Linked DNA regions of Mus musculus: regions 1 and 2 are each linked to region 3. A link is a contact called in public promoter capture Hi-C data. All regions are on one chromosome and are shown on one strand. Each heading gives the region's core, a stretch centred on a gene start, on an enhancer-like site or on the middle of the called end of the contact. The rest is flanking DNA. Distances are from core to core; before and after follow the strand shown. Region 1 holds the start of Nxph3 (neurexophilin 3). Region 2 has its middle 26 kb from the start of Nxph3. Region 3 holds the start of Fam117a (family with sequence similarity 117, member A).

Evidence for each region. Promoter capture Hi-C pulls out the DNA fragments that hold promoters and counts their contacts. Capture Hi-C pulls out chosen DNA fragments and counts their contacts.
Region 1: a contact with region 3 is called in a promoter capture Hi-C map of liver. The contact joins the promoter of Nxph3 here to the promoter of Fam117a in region 3. A contact is called at or near these places in 15 of 39 promoter capture datasets (3T3-L1-derived adipocytes, the C10 cell line, the HPC-7 cell line and 8 more), 1 of 15 datasets of contacts at CTCF or cohesin (large pre-B cells), 11 of 484 Hi-C or Micro-C datasets (Sertoli cells, bone marrow-derived macrophages, brown adipocytes and 5 more), 15 of 115 datasets of contacts at active chromatin or transcription factors (T-cell acute lymphoblastic leukemia, bone marrow-derived macrophages, craniofacial prominence and 10 more) and 4 of 9 other capture datasets (adipose tissue, liver, macrophages and 1 more).
Region 2: a contact with region 3 is called in a promoter capture Hi-C map of embryonic stem cells, with 3 times the contacts expected there. The contact joins the enhancer-like site here to the promoter of Fam117a in region 3. A contact is called at or near these places in 11 of 39 promoter capture datasets (3T3-L1-derived adipocytes, the C10 cell line, the HPC-7 cell line and 5 more), 1 of 15 datasets of contacts at CTCF or cohesin (large pre-B cells), 4 of 484 Hi-C or Micro-C datasets (Sertoli cells, bone marrow-derived macrophages, embryonic stem cells and 1 more), 11 of 115 datasets of contacts at active chromatin or transcription factors (T-cell acute lymphoblastic leukemia, bone marrow-derived macrophages, craniofacial prominence and 6 more) and 3 of 9 other capture datasets (adipose tissue, liver and pancreatic islet).

Annotation. Positions count from the first base shown.
Region 1 is chr11:95,513,281-95,516,084 of GRCm38.p6, forward strand. Nxph3 (neurexophilin 3) reads right to left here and starts at 1,285. Exons shown (of 2, transcript NM_130858.3): 1 at 880-1,285. The coding sequence starts at 933.
Region 2 is chr11:95,539,619-95,542,325 of GRCm38.p6, forward strand. No RefSeq gene overlaps it. Among named protein-coding and RNA genes, the nearest start is that of Nxph3, 26 kb to the left of the region's middle. Within about 2 kb of position 1,318, at least 24 of the 459 cell types and tissues checked have an H3K27ac peak or open chromatin away from gene starts, as enhancers often do. A contact at or near this core is called in T-cell acute lymphoblastic leukemia, embryonic stem cells and pancreatic islet, where this site is marked.
Region 3 is chr11:95,335,697-95,338,396 of GRCm38.p6, forward strand. Fam117a (family with sequence similarity 117, member A) reads left to right here and starts at 1,322. Exons shown (of 8, transcript NM_172543.4): 1 at 1,322-1,565. The coding sequence starts at 1,370.

The sequences.
Region 1 (2,804 bases), core at 35-2,534, 180 kb after region 3:
CAGTCAATAGCTCAGTAGTAAAGAGGGCCACAGGAAAGGGCCAAGCAGGGAAGACATCCTCCCTAGTCCTAGAGTGGACTAGGAATGGAAGGGTTGCTGTCAATGGGAATTGTTTTGAGGAAGGGGGCCGTTCCAGTGGCGCCGAGGCGGAGGCTTCTCCAGGACAGGATTAGGGTCGGGACAGATGTGGGGCGGTGGGCGCGGGTCGCGAGAGAGTTAAGCTACAGGGTAGGGTCCAGGGTGGGGTTCCAAGGCACCCTGGGCCGCGGGGGAGCGGGGTCTGGGCGCTCAGCTCAGCTGCTTTGAGCGCCTGGGGCGGGAGCCGCCTGCCCAGGTCCTGTGGGGCTCGGGCTGCGCGCTGCCGGGAGAGGCGAGGAAAACAACAGGCGAGGAGGGAGGGAGCGAGAGGGACGGCGGGAGGCAGGGACGCGGGGGCTGCCCCCGGTCCGCCCGGGTTTGGCGCGCCAGGGCCCACAGTTCGGGATTCTCTGGGCCCCAGAGGTCAAAGAAGAATACCGCGTCCCCTGGCCGGGCAGGTCACCTGCCCCACCCCCGTTTCGCGCGTCCTGGGATGCTGCTACGAGAGGTCGGGTAATCCTTGGCTACTCAGCTTGGGGGGCCTTTTCCCTAGTGTCACTCGCACCTCCCGCGATCAGCCGCGGAGTGGGTGGGCCATCCAAGCACCCTCCTCCCCGCCCCTATTAACCCTTCCAGTCCGGCCTCTGGCCTCGGACCCGCCCTCTCCCCTAGCCTCCAGCGTTCACCGCATCCCCAGGATGCCGGGGTGGGGGGAGGGAGAAAGTTTCAGGGCTCCGCAGCTTCCCGCGCTCTCCCCATCCCCTGGCCCCCGCCCTGCGCCGCTCCCCGCGGACCACTCACCAGATAGAGGCTGCCCTGCACTAGGAACACGAAGCAGCAACGGGTCAGTTGCATCTTCCTCCTTTGCTCTCACCCGTCTCTCTTTTCCTTTCGGGGTCCCAGGCCCCCTCCGTCCCGGACTGCTCCTTCAGGCGCGCTGTCCCATGCTCCGGTCCCCGGTGGCTCGCGGCCCTCCCCTCAGCCAGTTGCTGGGACCGACCCCGCCCCCTTCGGTCCAGCTGTGCAGCCGCCGCCCCCTCCCCGAGTCCAGCTGCTCGCCGCGCGGTCCCTTCTCCCAGTCCCAGATGTGCGCCCGGAGCGTCTCGAAGGGGCTCCGGCTGAGCGGTGACTCTGCCGCTCCAGACAGGCGCTCGGCGCCCGGCTTGTTTCCAGAGGCTCGGCTCTCACCCAGATGTGCTGGGGACCTGCGCGCGCGCCCGTCCCCGGTGCTAATTCCCCAGACCAGACGGCCCCTCCCGCCCCGTCGTGGCGCGCCCCCTGGCGGACGCCCCGGGCCACGCCGAGCCGCGGCCGCCCGCTCCCCGCTCTGCGCCCCGCCAGACTGGAGCGCTCCTGGCGCCCAGGCGCCTCCCGCTTCCTCGTCCCTCCCACTGGCGGCGGCGGCGGCGGCAGGTACGGTGAGCCCAGTCGGTACCTCCGGATTTAACTCCTCCCCTGCCGGCCAGCAGCCTGGGGACCTGGGACGCCCAATTTCCAGCGTAGGGGACAGGAGGAGGGCGGAGGAGCTCTGGGTGAGGAGGCAAGAGGCTGGAAGACCGCGGATGGGGACACCAGCTTTTCCGCCCTTCTGGCAGCGCGCCTTCTTTTCTGTAGCGGGCACACGGGAATCTGTCGCTCTACCTACCTCCACCCTAGGAGTCCTAGAATTTGGAAAGACGACTCTCCCTAAATCCATTTTTAAGGGCTCAAGGATATTTACAGCGGATCACAGCTGATGGTTCCTGCAAGACTTGATGAGGGTGCTAAGGGAAGTTCTTCTAAGTGTCTAGCTCGCACCCTTTTTCCTAGCACATTCGTTCCTTTTCTTCTTAGACGACCTAAGAGCAATCAGTACGAAGCATTTGGTTGAGGCGCTGGGCTGAAGAGACCACTAGGGTCCAGGCTGGGTTCTGAGGTTGGGGTAAGGGTTTGCCTCCTGAGAAATAGAGGCATAAATGGCGTGAACAGGCCTCTCAGAGCATGTTCTTCCCTACCCATTTCCCACGGCACAGGTGTCACCAGGCGGAAAAGGGCCCCACCCCAGTGGGGTCCTAGGTTGCTCTGTTCTCTTCAAATCACCAAGACAAGAAAGATTAAGACCTAGACAAGAGATCCCAAAGGGTCAGGACCACCCTCCTGCCCTCAATGGCTAGACATCCTTCTGAGCTCTTTACAACTCCTTTGGTCTTTAGAAAAACAAAAGGTCGAATCCTAGGACCCGCATGGAGGCATTTGGAGTGGCCCCAGCCTACACTGGGTCTACCGGAAGCTCTCCACACTCTCTTCTGTGGCCCTCTGAGATCCAGTGTGGTCCCTGGCTGCAGCCCCCAGCTCACACCCAGCCTCCTCCCCCACCATCTGCCAGGCGTTGTGCGAGGAATGCAGATGAATCTTAATATCAGCCTGGGCCAAGTGCAAAGAGGGAGAGACTGCAGAAGGAGGTAGCTTGGATGAGCCCCCTGTCTCCTGGGTGCCCTGGGCCTTTCGGGCTCTTTGCAGTGTGTGTGTGTGTGTGTGTGTGTGTGTGTGTGTGTGTGTGTGTGTGTGTACTCAAAGACTGCCAAAGGCAGGGGAGGAGGAAGGAACAGGTAAAATTTTGTGTGGCCTTGGAGCTTCTGGTCCAGCTGGGAGAAAGATGCTGTTGGTCTGAGCGTGGGCAGCTAGTTCCCGCTCTCAGCTTGACAGAGACGAAGCTGGGCTCACTCCTTACTCATTCCAAGTCTTGC
Region 2 (2,707 bases), core at 68-2,567, 200 kb after region 3:
TTCTAGGTGTTTCATCTCCAGCCTGTTCCTGTTCACAGGTCCCCTCCCCAAGATGAGGGTGAACCTCTGGCCTCAGCTCATTACCCTTGCAAGTCCCACTGGGTGAGCTTAGGGGCAGGGGGTGGGGGGGATAGCCAGTTACAGTTGGAACTGGGGCGGGCTTGTAAAAACCTCAGGGACCCTCCGTTGGGTAGGCCACTCCCAGAGAGACTTCTGACATGAATGAAGCCCCTGGCAACTCCCTAGAGCAACAGGCTCCCGAAGGACACAGCACAGGCTAGTGTGTGTGGACCACGGGGCTGCTTGCTTCTGTCCTGGCCCTTTGTGATCTGGTGAGAAGCAGGGCCTGGTGAAGACCTCAGCCTCATCCTTAGCAGCCCCAGTGGGAAACTGTCTCGTTCTCAAGAGCTCAGTTTCATTGAGTGTGCCCAGCTTTGGCCTCACACAACACCACTGTGAAAGGAAGCTATGGCCCCTGTTCTCAGGGAGCCCAAGGTGGCCAGCCCTGCCCTCTCTTCCGCAATCCATAAGCCATCCCTTCCTTTGCAGCTGGTCATTGTTGGTCTGTCTCCTGTGGGCTGGGATCCCTGAGCCTCTCTCACCTGCTGAGGTCTAGGCTGCCTCCTGTGCTCAGCCTGTGTGAAGCCTGATCCGTGGCAGATGTTCACAAAACACTGGGTTTGAACGGTGTGCTTTGAGAATCACAGTCCAGCTCCAGAGAGAATCCAGTTCCCTTGTCTTCACCCGGAGGTCATAAGGATACACCCTGTGTATCTCTTGAACACACATTTGCCTTACCAGGGCCCCCCACCTCTCCGAACTCATATCCCAACAGTTCCTTCTGGACCTCACCCCTTCCATGGCTCCCTACTGCTCTTGAGGACACCCCAGCTTTGTGCTTGGCATTCCTAGCTATTTCTCTACAGGTCCCATGCACATTTGTACCTCACCCCCAGACTCAGCCCTCTTTAGTAATCCCATGCATGCCTCTTCTCCCTGGCCTGGCTGGGCCATGCAAGGCCCCTGTTCTGCGGGTCCTGTTACCCTGTGTATCTCTCAGCATTTGTCGGGATCCCGTGGTTCTGAAACCCAGCCTTGAGCTCTGCACCGGGACAGACCCCACACCCCAGCCCTCCCTGCCCTGCCTCCTCCTCAGCCCTCTCCCTCCCTGCCCTGCCTCCTCCTCAGCCCTCTCCCTCCCTGCCCTGCCTCCTCCTCAGCCCTCTCCCGTTGGCTACCCCTCTATCACTAGCCACGTGAGGACAGACTTGTTTGTGATTTGCTTGTATGTTCAACATGAGCTCCAGATGGCCAGGTTGCTTACAACCTATGGCGAGCCCGTTGTCATAACCACAGCTGGCTGCACTCAAGGGTAGTCTCCGGGAGTCTGCAGGTGTCACCTCCCCTTGTGTTCCCAGGACCCCGTGCTGTGTGCTCATTGTCATTTTACAAAAAAGCAGACACCTCGAACCTTGACCAGGGACACTAGTGGGAGTGGGAAGCTGTGACCGAGCTGGGCTCCCTCTGGAGCGTCCTCCACACCCTGCCGTAACTATTTATCCTGTTCTACTTCCAGCCACACCCATTTCCGGTTTCTCTGTTTGAGAGCTGAGGGGAATTAGAAATCAGAGGGGGACACCACTGACCAGACAACCTCTGAATGCGGGATCTCTGGGAGTGAGGTGTGTGTCTTAACAATTCTGTAAGAATGAACGAACTTGGAGCCAAGAGGGCAGTCTGTATAGACAGTTTGCTGGGGTTGTTCGCGGGCGGAGGCAGGGGAAGGGTAGAGATATTACAGAGGACTCCTTGGGTCCATGCTGGGAGAGAGAGAGAGAGTTAAGCCACCCCCAGCCAGTCTGCTTGTTTGTCTGAGATGTCCCCTCTTTGCCCTTCTTCCTCTAGTCAGCCCAGCTGTGAGGCTGTCTGGGGCTGTCTGGGGCTGAAGGGTGTGAGGACATCTGGGTATTGAGGCAGTGAGACAGGGTCCCTGGGTTTCTGAGTTCCACACTGTGAGGTAAACGACCCAGGAACTCCCACAGTCTGGAGACACGTGGTTGGTTGTCTTGCTAACTGCATGGGCAGGAGGGCCAGCTCTTGCTTATTTTACATAAGGATGGATTGTGGGAAGATGCTGGGGTCCTGAGCCAGAGAAAGAAAATAAGAACAAAGGACAAAGAAGTGGCTTCCAGGATGACCCCATGTGTGGCAGAGCTGGGAAAGATCTCCTTGGGTGCCACCCACAGGACCTCCTCCAGGCTGCCTCCTCTCTGCAGGCTTCTGGCACATGCTAGCCTGAGTTTAACCCCCCCCCCCCCCAGTTCTTCATGTTTACAAGACCCACTTTCCCTTCTAGTGTGCAGCCTGTCTGTCTCTGATAATCTCCACCACTGGCTGGTCTCTAAGATCCCTGAGGTGTCTAGGCAGTGGTAGTAGGAGAAACATGGAGGTAGAATTCTTGACAAATGTCCAAGATGAGATGCTGTCATCACGTCCTTCCTGGTCACAAGGGTCCACACCTCCCCAATGTCCCTACCTTCTTCCCAGTCTGAACATAGACACTGTGTCCCAGATTGTACTGGCTGGGTTTGTGTCTACTTGACACAGCTGGGGTCACCAGAGAGGAAGGAGCCTCAGTTAAGGAAATGCCTCCATGAGATCCAGCTGTAGGGCATTTTCTCAATTAGTGATCAATAGGAGAGGGCCC
Region 3 (2,700 bases), core at 72-2,571:
AGCGTTATCTGCTTTCAGTATTGGATCCCAAGGTACTCTCGCAGCACGCACACCCAGTTTACTCCCTTTCCTCTGATTAGTAAGTGTGGCTTCAAGGGAATACCTTTAAAAAAAATACTAAACTCGGTAGAGACTGAAATAGAAAGACAAATCGGTAGCAAGGTCAAAATTAGAATTCATAACTAAATATAAATCTAGAGGGAATTATCCAATTACTTGGATGGTCCCTTCTCACAGACAGTCCAGCGTTAATTGGCTCTGTTTCTTTTCCATATATAGAACAAAGTAGCAAGAGTAATGGATTTTTTTTTTTTGAGATGCATTGTTTTAATAGTATCTTAAATACTGCTTTTTCTTTTTTCCGAAAATGTGTTCACATATACATAGCATATAATTTTCACAGCTTGCCAGTATTCTCTTTGGGGACCATCTGGTCTTTGACTTGTAGGTCAGAGAGCAACTGAGCTGGAAAGACAAAGATTTCCTAGTGGAGTCACTATCAAACTTGATCAGATTTATCATTTACTTTGTTTTGCTAGGTACACTTACAATGGATGGTTCTGAAGGGAAATTCCCAGCTCCCTTTTAAAGGCTCAAGTTAATTTACAGACTAACAGCTGTTTTTATTGAGATTGGACCAGCTTCAGGAAGGGACTTGGAAACGTAGAAGACAAATGAGTGTCATGTGAGGCGAGGTAGCCATTAAATGTACGAATTTAATGCAAAGCTCATGCAAATGATAGGCAAACCTTCTATAAATTTATCGAATCTCAGTTTGGAGTTTGTCAGCTGCAGTGAAATCTCATGAGAATTGAAAACTAATGTTTTTTAGTTAAACTAAATGTAATGGCTTTTGAAGTTAGGCATTCTCAGTCCCATTGAAACTGCTTAGAGTTTGACACTACCACCTTTAAAGATTTCAGTAGTGTTTGATTCCAGTCCACATCCAGCCCCGCCCCCTGCACAGCCTGACATCACATGGCATATATTTGCATACTACCTGGGACTGGGTGTGACGATCCTCCCCTTTGAACCTTCTCATTGGCAGTGCTGAAGAACCAGCCCTCTACTGGAAGGTCCAATCGGCAGCCTTAAGGACATTAAAAAAAAAAAAAAAAAAGAAAAGAAGAAAATCAGGAGGGTGGGGGTCTTGACTTGATGGCTGAGCACATGGACCAATCATCCTCGGAAACAGAAGAGCCCCGCCATGGATTGGTTGAGGGGGAGGTCCTGGGACTCTGTAGGCCAATTAGAACTCTGGGCCGAGGGGGCCGGTCCGCGCCCGTAGGGCAGATAAGTAGCGGCCGCGGGGGTTGGGGGCAGTGTGGGGCTCGCCGTGGGGGTGAGGCGGCAGGTAGCCGGGTGGGCCATGTCCGGGGCCGCAGCGGGCGGCCGAGGCGGAGGTTCCTGGGGGCCGGGGCGCGGAGGGGCGGGGGGTCTCCGGCGGGGCTGCTCTCCACCGGCGCCCGCTGGCTCCCCCCGGGTCGGTCTGCAGCCACTCAGGGCTACGGTCCCCTTCCAGCTGCAGCAGCCTCACCAGCGCCGGGACGGGGGTGGCCGCGCAGGTGAGCCGGGTCCGGAGCGGGTGCTGGGGCGACGGGCTGGAGAGTACTAGAAGTAGATGGGAGGTGAGAGAAGAGAAAAAGGGGCGCTCAGAGTTCGCGAGGGCGGAGGGAGCGAAGGCGAGCAGCTGCGAACCTGCGGTGCAACTCCGGGACGGGGTGCCGGGTGCATGGGCCGGGGACCAGAGGGGAGGGACCTGGCAGATGGAAGCTAGCTTTGGGGGGGCGTAACCGAAAAGTGGTCCGAAGTGTCCGCCCGGGCGGTGTGAGAAGTGCTAGAGTGCGTGCAAGGAGTGTTGTGGGCGTCCGGAGTCGAGGGCTTCACTGGGAGCCAGAACCGGTGGGCGCTGGACGCCTGCTCAGTGAGGGGGAGGGGCATGGAAGAGAGCCGGGTGGAGCCATGTGTTACTTCTCCTGCTTGAGTTTGGCCCCAGCGTCTCTCTCTATGGCTCTCGAGTTCCTTTCTTCACCACTTCACGTGCGCTTTCACATTATGCTTCTTCCAGGAGATGATTTGAACTCAGCCCGTTGGAATAAGTTAGTTTAACGGCTTTTACTTCGGTGCAAACATACCTCTGTTACCGATTTTCTACATTCCTCTCGGGGTAGCCCCGAAGTTGAATGTTCCCATATCTCTGACTTGCTTAACATGGCTGTCTCTTTCCAGTTATTCTGTGCGTGTGTGCTTATGTACAGGAGTTGGGCAGTTTGCATCCTACTTCTTGCCTCCTCCGAAGGTGTTTTGCCCTGAGCATTCCCAGCCAACGTGGCAGTGGAGTGCTTACAATCAAGTATGCTGTGTTAAATACCCCACTTTCTGAACAGCGCCGAAGCAGTTTCTTAATAGCAGCTTGATGTGGTGGGTGTGGGGAAACTAGGGTGGAGCAAATTTAACCTTGCTTTCACACTTAAGGCTGTGATGGGACCCACAATTGCAGGCCCTTTGGAACGGAAAGGGAACCTACTTGCATGAGGAGGTTGGCAGTAAGTTAAAAGTGAAGTTTGCGTTTGATTCACACCAGATGTGAAAGGATCATTGCACACTTCCTAAGTCTAAGTTTGTACCAAATGTACAGAAGCTATGGTCCCTGCCATCCTACTGTGACAGTCCCTACACCAGTCTCTTGTGCTTTCTGCA